2 separate regions of the Mus musculus genome follow, and region 2 is linked to region 1. The links are chromatin contacts, called in public HiChIP or PLAC-seq maps. All regions are on one chromosome and are shown on one strand. Each heading gives the region's core, a stretch centred on a gene start, on an enhancer-like site or on the middle of the called end of the contact. The rest is flanking DNA. Distances are from core to core; before and after follow the strand shown. Region 1 overlaps Ryr1 (ryanodine receptor 1, skeletal muscle). Region 2 holds the start of Ppp1r14a (protein phosphatase 1, regulatory inhibitor subunit 14A).

Evidence for each region. HiChIP or PLAC-seq counts read pairs in DNA pulled down with a chosen protein or histone mark.
Region 2: a FOXA1 HiChIP or PLAC-seq map of pancreatic cancer cells shows a contact between it and region 1. The contact joins the promoter of Ppp1r14a here to the enhancer-like site in region 1. A contact is called at or near these places in 6 of 39 promoter capture datasets (the 3T3-L1 cell line, 3T3-L1-derived adipocytes, cranial neural crest and 2 more), 4 of 115 datasets of contacts at active chromatin or transcription factors (embryonic midbrain, embryonic stem cells, pancreatic cancer cells and 1 more) and 1 of 9 other capture datasets (embryonic stem cells).

What each region holds. Positions count from the first base shown.
Region 1 is chr7:29,004,883-29,009,743 of GRCm38.p6, reverse strand. It overlaps Ryr1 (ryanodine receptor 1, skeletal muscle), which reads left to right. Exons shown (of 106, transcript NM_009109.2): 98 at 1-83; 99 at 177-237; 100 at 543-689; 101 at 1,226-1,360; 102 at 4,093-4,249. Among named protein-coding and RNA genes, the nearest start is that of Gm38979, 22 kb to the left of the region's middle. Within about 2 kb of position 1,968, at least 92 of the 459 cell types and tissues checked have an H3K27ac peak or open chromatin away from gene starts, as enhancers often do. A contact at or near this core is called in pancreatic cancer cells, where this site is marked.
Region 2 is chr7:29,287,012-29,291,872 of GRCm38.p6, reverse strand. It overlaps Ppp1r14a (protein phosphatase 1, regulatory inhibitor subunit 14A), which reads right to left and starts at 2,553. Exons shown (of 4, transcript NM_026731.3): 1 at 2,338-2,553; 2 at 283-363. The coding sequence starts at 2,538. Gm45977 (a long non-coding RNA gene) reads left to right here and starts at 3,574. Exons shown (of 4, transcript XR_003946629.1): 1 at 3,574-3,677.

The sequences.
Region 1 (4,861 bases), core at 719-3,218:
CTGCTGGGCATGGATCTGGCCTCTCTGGAGATCACAGCCCACAATGAGCGCAAACCTGACCCTCCACCGGGCCTGCTGACATGGTGAGGGGGACACCTATGCCGGAGATGGGCCAGGGGACATGGCTAGTGCCTTGACGCCCAGGCATCTGGCTGTCTCCCTTCCTGTTCCCTCAGGATCATGTCTATCGATGTCAAATACCAGATCTGGAAGTTTGGAGTCATCTTCACAGACAACGTAAGGGGGGCTATGGATGGAGAAGGTTGCCCCAGGAAAGGAAGGAGTCTGAATGAGGGAATAGCTCGTGCAAAGCCCCTAGGGTGGGAATGTGCCCAGGACTCCCTGACCCCAGAAAGATTCCTAAGCCTGTGTCCCCTGTCCTCGGAACGTCCTTCCCATTGTTGTGGGTCTCCTGTAGCTGATCTGCTCCCTGGTCCTCTTCTGCTCTGGAGCAGATAGATACTCCCCTAGGCAGAGACTGCGTCTGCCCTTGCTCTGAGGCATCTTCGCATGTTTCCTGACTCTGACCCGTTTATATTCAGTCTTTCCTGTATCTGGGCTGGTACATGGTGATGTCCCTCCTGGGGCACTACAATAACTTCTTCTTTGCTGCCCACCTCCTGGACATCGCCATGGGAGTCAAGACGCTCCGCACCATCCTTTCATCTGTCACTCACAATGGAAAGCAGGTGTGGAGAGGACCTGGCAGGGGCCTGCGTGGAGGTGTGGGAGTGGCAGAGGGAGAGGGGTGGTGATCAAGAGATACTGGGGAAGTGGGCATGATAGCTGTGTTTGTGGGAACAAGGAAGTGAGGGCGGAGTCATCTTTGAGGGGCGGGGGTAAAGAGGTGTCTTAGAGTGGTGGGAGGGGAGGGGCTTCCCGAGAGGGGAGAGGCGTGGTAATCTGAAAAGGTCTGAGCCAAGATTAGAACATTCTTTGGTTTGTTCTTGTGCGTTGTGGGGAGGTTATTTCAGACGCTCCAGTCTATGTAGCCCTGAGTGTTCTGGAACTCACTGTTTAGACCAGGCTGGCCTTGAACTCAGAGATCTGCTTGCCTCTTCCTCCCGACTGTTGGGATTAAAGGCATGCACCACCACAACAGGCCTAGGGCATTCTGGGAGAGGGCAGAATGGAGCGTGGAAGAGGCTCCAGAATCCAAAGGGTCAGAGAATTGAGGGCCCTATCTAGAAGGACCTAGAGCTGACGAGTGCTCACCTGTCCCCAGCTGGTGATGACCGTAGGGCTCCTGGCCGTAGTGGTCTACTTGTATACAGTGGTGGCCTTCAACTTCTTCCGCAAATTCTACAACAAGAGCGAAGATGAGGACGAGCCTGACATGAAGTGTGATGACATGATGACGGTGAGCCCTTCCCCCATGCCCGTTCGCAAGTTACTAAATAGCTTCATTAGAGTTACTGTTGCTGTGGTGAAACAACTGGCCAAGAGCAGCTTAAGCAGGAACAGGTTTGTTTCACAGTTCCATCCAACAGTTTATCCCCCAAAGCAGTAAGGGTCGCAACTCAAGCAGGGCTGGAACATGGAGGAAGGAGCTGATGCAGAGGCCATGGAAGGGTGCTGCTTACTGGCTTGCTCCTCGTGGCTTTCTCAGCCTGCTCTCTCATAGAACCCAGGACCTCCAGCCCAGAAGTGGCCCCATCCACAATGGACTGAGCCCTTCCCCCATCAATTACTACTTAAGAAAATGAAGAGGAAAAAAAAAAAAGAAGCTGGGTGTGGGTGTGGTGGCTCATGCATTTAACCCAGAACTGGGGTGTCAGAGGCACGTGGATCTCTGTGAGTTCCTCACCAGCCAGGGCTACACAGCAAGACCTTATCTCAAAACAAGACAAAAGTGCCTTCAGATCGTTGGTGGCATGGCTGTAGCTGGGCCATGGAGCTGAGGCTCGCAGGATCATCCACAGCAGCTGTGGGCATTGCTGTTGGAAAGGCAACTTTCTGTACTCCCTGAGTGGGATGACTCAGAGCAAACAACTCGCCTACTCCCTCTGGCCTGGCCACCTGGGACTTCCCAGAGCTACCGCAGGAAGGCCCAAAAGGAAGATGTGGGATGGTGGTGGTCCACATCTTTAATCTCAGCACTTGGGAAGGCAGAGGAAGGCAGATGGATCTCTGAGTTCCAGGACAGCCAGGGCTACACAGAGAAACCCTGGCTCAGAACTAACCCCTCACCCCCTGCCAACAAAAAAAGACACAACAAAACGAAAAATCAGAGATCTGGCCCTACCTGAGTCTAACCACAGTCCTTATTGCTTCTAATTTTTGGCTTCCTGGTCCTTTTTCAGTTCCTCTAGGACCACATGTTTCCTTCCACTTCTGCTCTTCTGCATTGACCTTTCTCTGCCCTGTACCAAGCCTAACAGCCACACCCCTTCGCCTGACATCTTACTTTCCAAATTAAATGCTGCCTACCAATACTTGGGCCCGGGCATCAACATAATCGGTCACTTCTTCATCTCCCTCCTTGTCTTTGTTCATAGTAGCTTCTTTCTTCAGCCCCACCAAACTTATTTCAGTTCCTCATGAAAGCAAAAAGCAGTTTCTCTCTCTCTCTCTCTCTCTCTCTCTCTCTCTCTCTCTCTCTCTCTCTCCATATATGGTTTTTGCTTACATGTATGTCTGAGTTACAGACAGTTACAACCACATGGCCACATGGTGTGTCTGGGAATTGAACCTGGGTCCTTTGGTAGAGGAGCTGATCCAACTATCTAGTCTCCTACCTCTCAAAATAAAATAAAATAAACTTTGGTCCATGTGTGATTAGGTTGGAGCCCAGGGCCTTGATACACACCCAGGCCTCTCCCAGCGAATCCTCTCTTCCCCATTGGTGGTGTACCATGTGGTTTTGAGTACCTGGAACATTCTCTCCCATCACCCATCACCCATTCTGGTAACACCTCCTTCGGGTTCCAGCTTGGAGACTCTTCCCCCTCCCGCATGAAGCCATTCTGGTCTCAGCTCTGAGGCTAGGCATGCATCCTGGAGCTTGTAAGAGTTCTTGCACTTTCTTCAGCTCCTAGTAATGACAGTGTTCCTCCCTGATCCCTCTCTCCCCGTCACCTCACACTAACTTTCTGGTCCTTCCAATTCTCAACATAGTCAAGGTTGCCCTTGAACTTGTGATCCTCCAGCCTCTCCCTGAGATGCCAGCCATGTGACACCATCCTGTTTTAGGTGATGCTGGGGATCATGTCCAGGGCCTCATGCATACCAGATGAGCACCCCATCTGGATACAACTGGGGTTCACCTCCAGCTCCGACCCTTGCATTAGTCACATTTCTACCCAATGTGACCAGCAAAGGCAACTTGGGAAGAGGGATTGTTCTGACCCTACTTTGAGAATACAGTCCACCGTGGCGGCAAGAGCACAAGGTGGCTGGTCACTGTAATCCCCAGTCAGAAAGCCGTTCGAGAAGAATGCCTTTGTAGGGAGAATCTCTTGTGTACTGTGTGGAAACATCTGTCAATCAAAAGCCAATGACCTACAAGCTGAGGCAGGAAGTAGGAGGTGGGAGTTCCAGCAGGGAGAGAGGAACTGTGGGATAGCATCAGGCACAGGAAGAGATTCTCCTGGAACTCTGAGGAGACAGACACCTGAAGCCAAGGAGAGGTAGCTAGCCATGTGGTACTCAGAATAGAATAAATGTGTTAAGTAAGTTATGAGCTAGTCAGGGAAGAAGCCCAAGTGTATGGCCTAGGCATTTATTCATGAATAATTAAGTCTCATAGTCATTATTTTAGAAACTTGCTTTTTTTTTTTTTTTAATTCATTCTGGGACTCCAAACCCACACTGGGGCCACATTCAGGCTAGGTCTTCCTGTCTCAATAACCCGATCTAGAAACTTCCTCATGGACGTGTCCAGAAGTGTGTCTTCTAGTTGAGTCTAGATCCTGTCAGATGATGATCTGAACAATCGCGAGCCCATGCCTTCCTGTGACAGCCATGACACTACCCAGCTGTGAGAGGCAAGGCCCAGGGTTCTCTGCCACTGCTCTGTCTCCAGGCCCACCTAGTCCAGGCTTCCGGTAGGTGCTGTGGCTGTTAACTGGGCGGCCTGCCCCTTCTCCCCAGTGCTACCTGTTCCACATGTATGTGGGCGTCCGGGCCGGTGGAGGGATCGGGGACGAGATCGAGGACCCGGCCGGCGATGAATATGAACTTTACCGGGTCGTCTTCGACATCACCTTTTTCTTCTTCGTTATCGTCATTCTGCTGGCTATCATTCAGGGTCAGTGCTGGCTGGGGGGTGGGGGGGAGGGGTGCATAGTCCCTAGAGGCTGGCTAGCTCGATGGTTAGCTCCCTGGCTTAGCCCCTCCTTACTGTGAGACCTGAGACAGGTGGTCTCTCTGAGCTTTGGTTTCTCCATCTGAAAAATGGAGGAGTTGAAACAAGGCACCACAGCTGGGCAGTGGTGGCGCACGCCTTTAATTTCAGCACTCAGGAGGCAGAGGCAAGTGGTTCTCTGAGTTTGAGGCCAGCCTGGTCTACAGAGTGAGTTCCAGGTCAGCTGGGGCTACACAGAGAAACCCTGTCTCGAAAAACAAACAAACAAAAAACAACCCCCCCAAAACAACAGCAACAACAACAAAAAAAAAATCCCAGGTACCAGAGACCTACCATAAGCTTGAGGCCAACCTGGTCTCTGTTCCAGGCCAGCTGAAGCTACATAGGGAAAAAATAACTAGGGTGTTACTGGTACTAAGCTCAGAGACTGCCAGGAAGATTAAGCCCTGCATTGCTTTGAAGTGTGTGTCTATCCTAAGTACTCAGTAAACACCTGCTTCTCCTCTTCTTGGGAAGTGTGATAAGAGTAAGAAACACGGCCCAGAGGTACTCGGT
Region 2 (4,861 bases), core at 1,304-3,803, 280 kb before region 1:
GAAGGCCAAGCCTCTGTGGTCAGGTCAGCGGGGAAGGACAGGACAGGGGCAGCCTGGGTTGGGCTCCTAGCTTTGGACAAGCTGTGTGACCCTGAGCAAACACTTCAGCCCTGCTGAGTCTCATTTTCCTTTCGGTGGTAAATGTTTTATAGCGTTTTGTGGAGGATTTAGTGTCTGGCTTAGCAAGTGTTTAATAAACATGTCAACTTGGCTTGTCCTGTTTAGGGCTCTGTGATTTGTTGGACTGGGGGAGGGACGACTCTCTCCTTTCTCTCCACCTACCTGGATTTTCCGGCATCTTTCCTCTTCACTGTCCAATTCCAATAGCTCATCGATGTTGACCTCGTCCGGCATGTCTGACTCCTACGGCCAGGGAGAGTGGACTGGTCAGAGTCCATGTCTCCCTGTACCCACTCCACAGCCTTTTGTCAAGGGCTCTGGAGGCACTTCACCAACCCCAGGCCCAGCTGGCCGGGCCTGCAGCGATAGATGATGTGGCAGGCAGGGACAGCACCACCGAGTCAGACATCTGGGTGGGGTGTGGGGGTGAGGGGGGTGACAGATGGGTGGAAGGAGGCCCAGGCCTTGGTACCAGCCCGATCAATCGATGCCTGCACCCTTGGTTCAGCCCCGGGGGCCTTGGGGCTGGCACAGGGCTCTCTCCTTGGCTGCAGTCCCTACTCAGCAAAGCAGGCCCAGTCGAGTCTGGGAATGTCAGATTCTAGGATTTGGGGAGGGATTGGCTTCTGCCCTTTCAAGGGAAAGTCTTAGCAGTGGTGTGGGGGAGGGGAGACTGCTGGGGCGGGCCCCTTCCCCTGGGGACAAGAAGGGTTTTGGGGCTTATGGCCAGCCAGACCTCCCTGGGCCACATCACAGGCTGCTCAGTCAGAGAAGTGACCACCTAGGCCCACCATGGCCGGCTAACAGGAATCATCTCTGAGGGGAGGCTAAGGCCTCGTGGTGGTGATACAAAGGATATCTGAACATGTTGTGGACAAGATCCAGCTGTCCTGGGCCAGAGACCACTGGACCTAAGCTTCTACTTTGCCAGCTCTGCTGCCCAGCTGGGCAATGAGGGTGCTGTCCTGTGTGGGAGAAGGGATCTCTGGCATCTAAGTGTGCTGGGCCCGAGACTGAGGGGCCTACTTGCCTTGAGAGAGTGTAGCCAGTGTGGCTGCCTCTCTAGTGTGGCTGTCCCAGGTCAGACATGGCAAGCTGTAGGGACTATCTTTATTTATCTTTTTTTTTCTTTTTCTTTTTTTTAAGATAGGGTCTTTCTGTGTATCCCTGGATGACTTGGAACCCACTCTGTAGAACTGGCTGGCCTCGAACTCACAGAGATCTCTCTGCCTCTGCCTCCTCAATGCTGAGTCTAAAAGGTGTGAGGTGCACCATGCCAGGTTTGTTTTAGACTTTTCAGACAGGGTCTCCTTATCCAAGGTCGTCCTTGAACCCCTAACCCTCCAGCCTTCACCTCTCAAGTGCTGAGGTCACAAGCGTTAGCGGCCCTGCCTACCTTGGTTTCTAGTGTTCTGTGTTCCTGGGACACTTTTACCAGTTCCGTGTGTAATTTCCACAGACGTGTGTGTGTGTGTGTGTGTGTGTGTGCATGCGTGCGTGCGCGCGTGCACATGCACACAGAACTTTAACATCTGCCACTCTGTTTGTAGACAGCCATACTTTTCTTTTTTGGCAGCAGATAATGGCCCATGTAACTTGAGTCACTCTGTGTCCCTGGATAGCTATTGGAGCTTGGAGCACCCCAGCTGGAACTGATGTGTATCTGTGCCCAGCTGTATCTCTTCACTTGGCGCCCAGGGGGGTTGTGTTGTGCGTGCATGTCAGTATTCCATGGCAGGCCATGTTGTCCCTTAACTTAATCCACTTGTGTTCCTGTGAGTTTGTGTGTGGCTCACTTTGGTGCTATGTCTGAGTGGCTGTGACTTCCGTCATCTGTGAAAATTGTTGTTTCCTCTGCTGAGAGTCTCTGCTGTCCTATCTCCCTTGTCACCCATGTCTATGTTTGGCTTAAGGACATCCCCTGTCCCTATCCGTTCTCTCAATATGTTGGCTCTGCCCGCCACCCCCCATCTCATCCCCAGCCCTTCCCAGTTGTCTGGGTTGATTGGACGCACACATGTCTGGGGATCCTGGGTGCATGTCTGAGTGTCCGCGAGCTGGATGCCTCTAAGCACCGAGACCAGCGCCTCGGGCCATGAATCCTAGCAAAGGCCGCAGTCGGTGCACCAGCGAGCAAGTACTAGGGTCACCGAGGTCGCAGGGTTGCAGGGTCTTAGGCTACCTCCGTCCCTCAGCCCCGGCCCCTCTGAGTCTCACCCTGCCGCGGTACAGCTCCTCCAAGCATCCGTCGATCCACTTCTCCACGTCCAGCCGTCGCTGCAGCTCCCGTCGGTCGTACTTGACCGTGACTCGCGCGTGCCGCTTCTGCAGCCCGCTGGGGCTGCCCCCCGGGCCGCGGGCCCGCGACGGGGACTGCAGCTTGCTCAGCACGCGCTTGCCCAGCCGCTGCGCAGCCATCGTACCGTCACCCGCTGCCCCTACTTTGCGCCCTGCCTCGCGCTCCGGGATCTTAATGGCCGGGGCGGGGCCACCGGGGGCGGGGGCTCGTGCTCTGGGACCCGCCCCTCCCCGATCGCCGGGCCTCAGTTTCCCTTCCTGCAGAGGCAAGCTGGCTAATGTGCAGCCTTCAAGCCCGGGGTCCTGCGGGGGTTCAGATGGGTGGGGGCGGGGTGCCCATCTTAGAGTGCCCCAGGGCAGGCATCTCCGGGCGGGGTCCCAGGACACGCTCTAGGGTCCGTCCTGTGCTCCCTCTGGCGGCAGCGAAGGGTGTTGCAAGGGCGCCAGGCCTAGCTGTACGGGAGGGGGATCCCACTGAAGTTTCTCTTTTTAAGAGGGACCTATTAGTCTGGCCTTAAACTCCTAAACCTCCTGTCTCCACCTTCTAAGTGATGCGATTCCAGACCTGAGCCACCACACTCAACTTTTTCTTTCTCACCCCTGCTCCCAGAAGGTGATCGGAAACGGACCCCAGGAGTGTTAAGCCAGTGCTTGAATCATCTTTTAGTTTACCCCGCTCATTCACGCACTTTTCCATCCACTTATTTCCATTTATTCACTTGTTCCTGTTGCGATCATAAAAAGAGATAAAGCTGTACAAGAACATGTTCTGGGGGGTGTGAGGAAGGGGATGTCTCGGCGGGCCCATGCCAAGGCATCCCTTCCCCCTGAGAGACCAGCCACACTGACGGTATACCATGGAATAGAGTTTATTCAGGGCATGGGGAAGAGAGTTAAGAGGCAGAGAAAGGCAGAGAGAAGGAGAGAGTAGAGAAGTAGAGGCCGGCCATGGCCACGTGGAGAGAGGGGGTAAAGGAATGGGGAGAGAGGGGGAACAAGGAGGCAAGAGGGAAGAGAGGCAAGAGTAGGAGAGAAAGAAAGGGAGGAGGGGCCAAGCAGCCCCTTTTATAATGGGCCAGGTCTACCTGGCTGTTGCCAGGTAACTATGGGGAGGAGCATACCTGGCTGCTGCCAGGTAACTGTGGGGGTGGAGTCCAGACAGAATACCAACACTCCCAGTACACATTGTTTACTGAGTGTGTCAACAGCATGTGACTTGGGTGCTTAGGAGGCGGAGGCGGGAGATTCAGGAATTCAAGGTGAGGGTAGGCTACAGAGTGAGCTTCAGAGTCCAGGACAAGCTGAGCTGTGGACCCTGCCCAGATAGATAGATAATGATAGATAGATAGATAGACAGACAGACAACAGCCTGGGTGAGCGAGATGGCTCCCTTGGTAAAGAGGCTTGGTGCTAAGCCTAAGGACCCCGCACATGAATCTCAGCTATTGAGGAAGGGTGGTAAAGACAGTACAAGAGAGGCCGAGGTAGACTGATGAAAATTCGAGGTAAACTTGGACTACATGCTGAGAATTACCTCAAATATGGGAGGCAGGGGTACCTGGAGAGATGGCTCAGCAGTTAAGAGCATCAGCTGCTCTTGTAGAGGAACCGGATTCAGTTCCCAGCACATACACACATGTACACACATGTACACACACACACAAACACACACGATGGCTCACATCCACTTGTAACTCCTGTTTCAGGGAATCTGATGCCCTCTTCTGGCCTCCAAGGGCTCCTGAAGAATACACCCAGCACTCGGGCATGCACAAGCATGTGCTATGTCAGGCACTGTACTAGGCAGCGCAGAACCAAGTCCCCCTAGTGCTCACGCTGCGGCAGTGGCAGTAGGTGCGCTGTCTCCAGTTTATTACATGACAAGGAGAAGTGGATGGTAATGTGACCAAGGGTGTCAAGGGAAGATCCTGGCTTTGCAAGTTGTCTTACTCAGGCCAGAAGCAGCAAGAACCACACTTCCTTATTGCTGAGGGTCTGGGTGAGCTCAAGCCGCACAGGTGGTGAGCAGGCAGTCTGTGCCTGAGCTCAGCGCCACACAACAGCACTTTACCAAGGCGTGTGTGCACGCCCGCGCGTGAGTATGTGTGTGTGTATGATTTAACCATTTGCTTTTTTTGTCTGCTTCTCAACCAGCACTGTACTAAAGGCCAGTAGGAGTTATGCGCCTTGGGCGCAGGCAAAAGGGGGACACACTGGACTGGAGAACGGGTGCAGTCAGACAGGGCTTGGCCTGCAGGCATGAGGAGCTGAGTTAGGATTCCTAGCCCAAGTGTTAGCCTGGCACAGGCAGGAGAGGTGGCTCAGAGGTTAAGAACACTGGCTGCAGCAGGGTGTGGTGGCACACGCCTTTAATCCCAGCACTTGGGAGGCAGAGGCAGGCAGGTTTCTGAGTTTGAGGCCAGCCTGGTCTACAGAGTGAGTT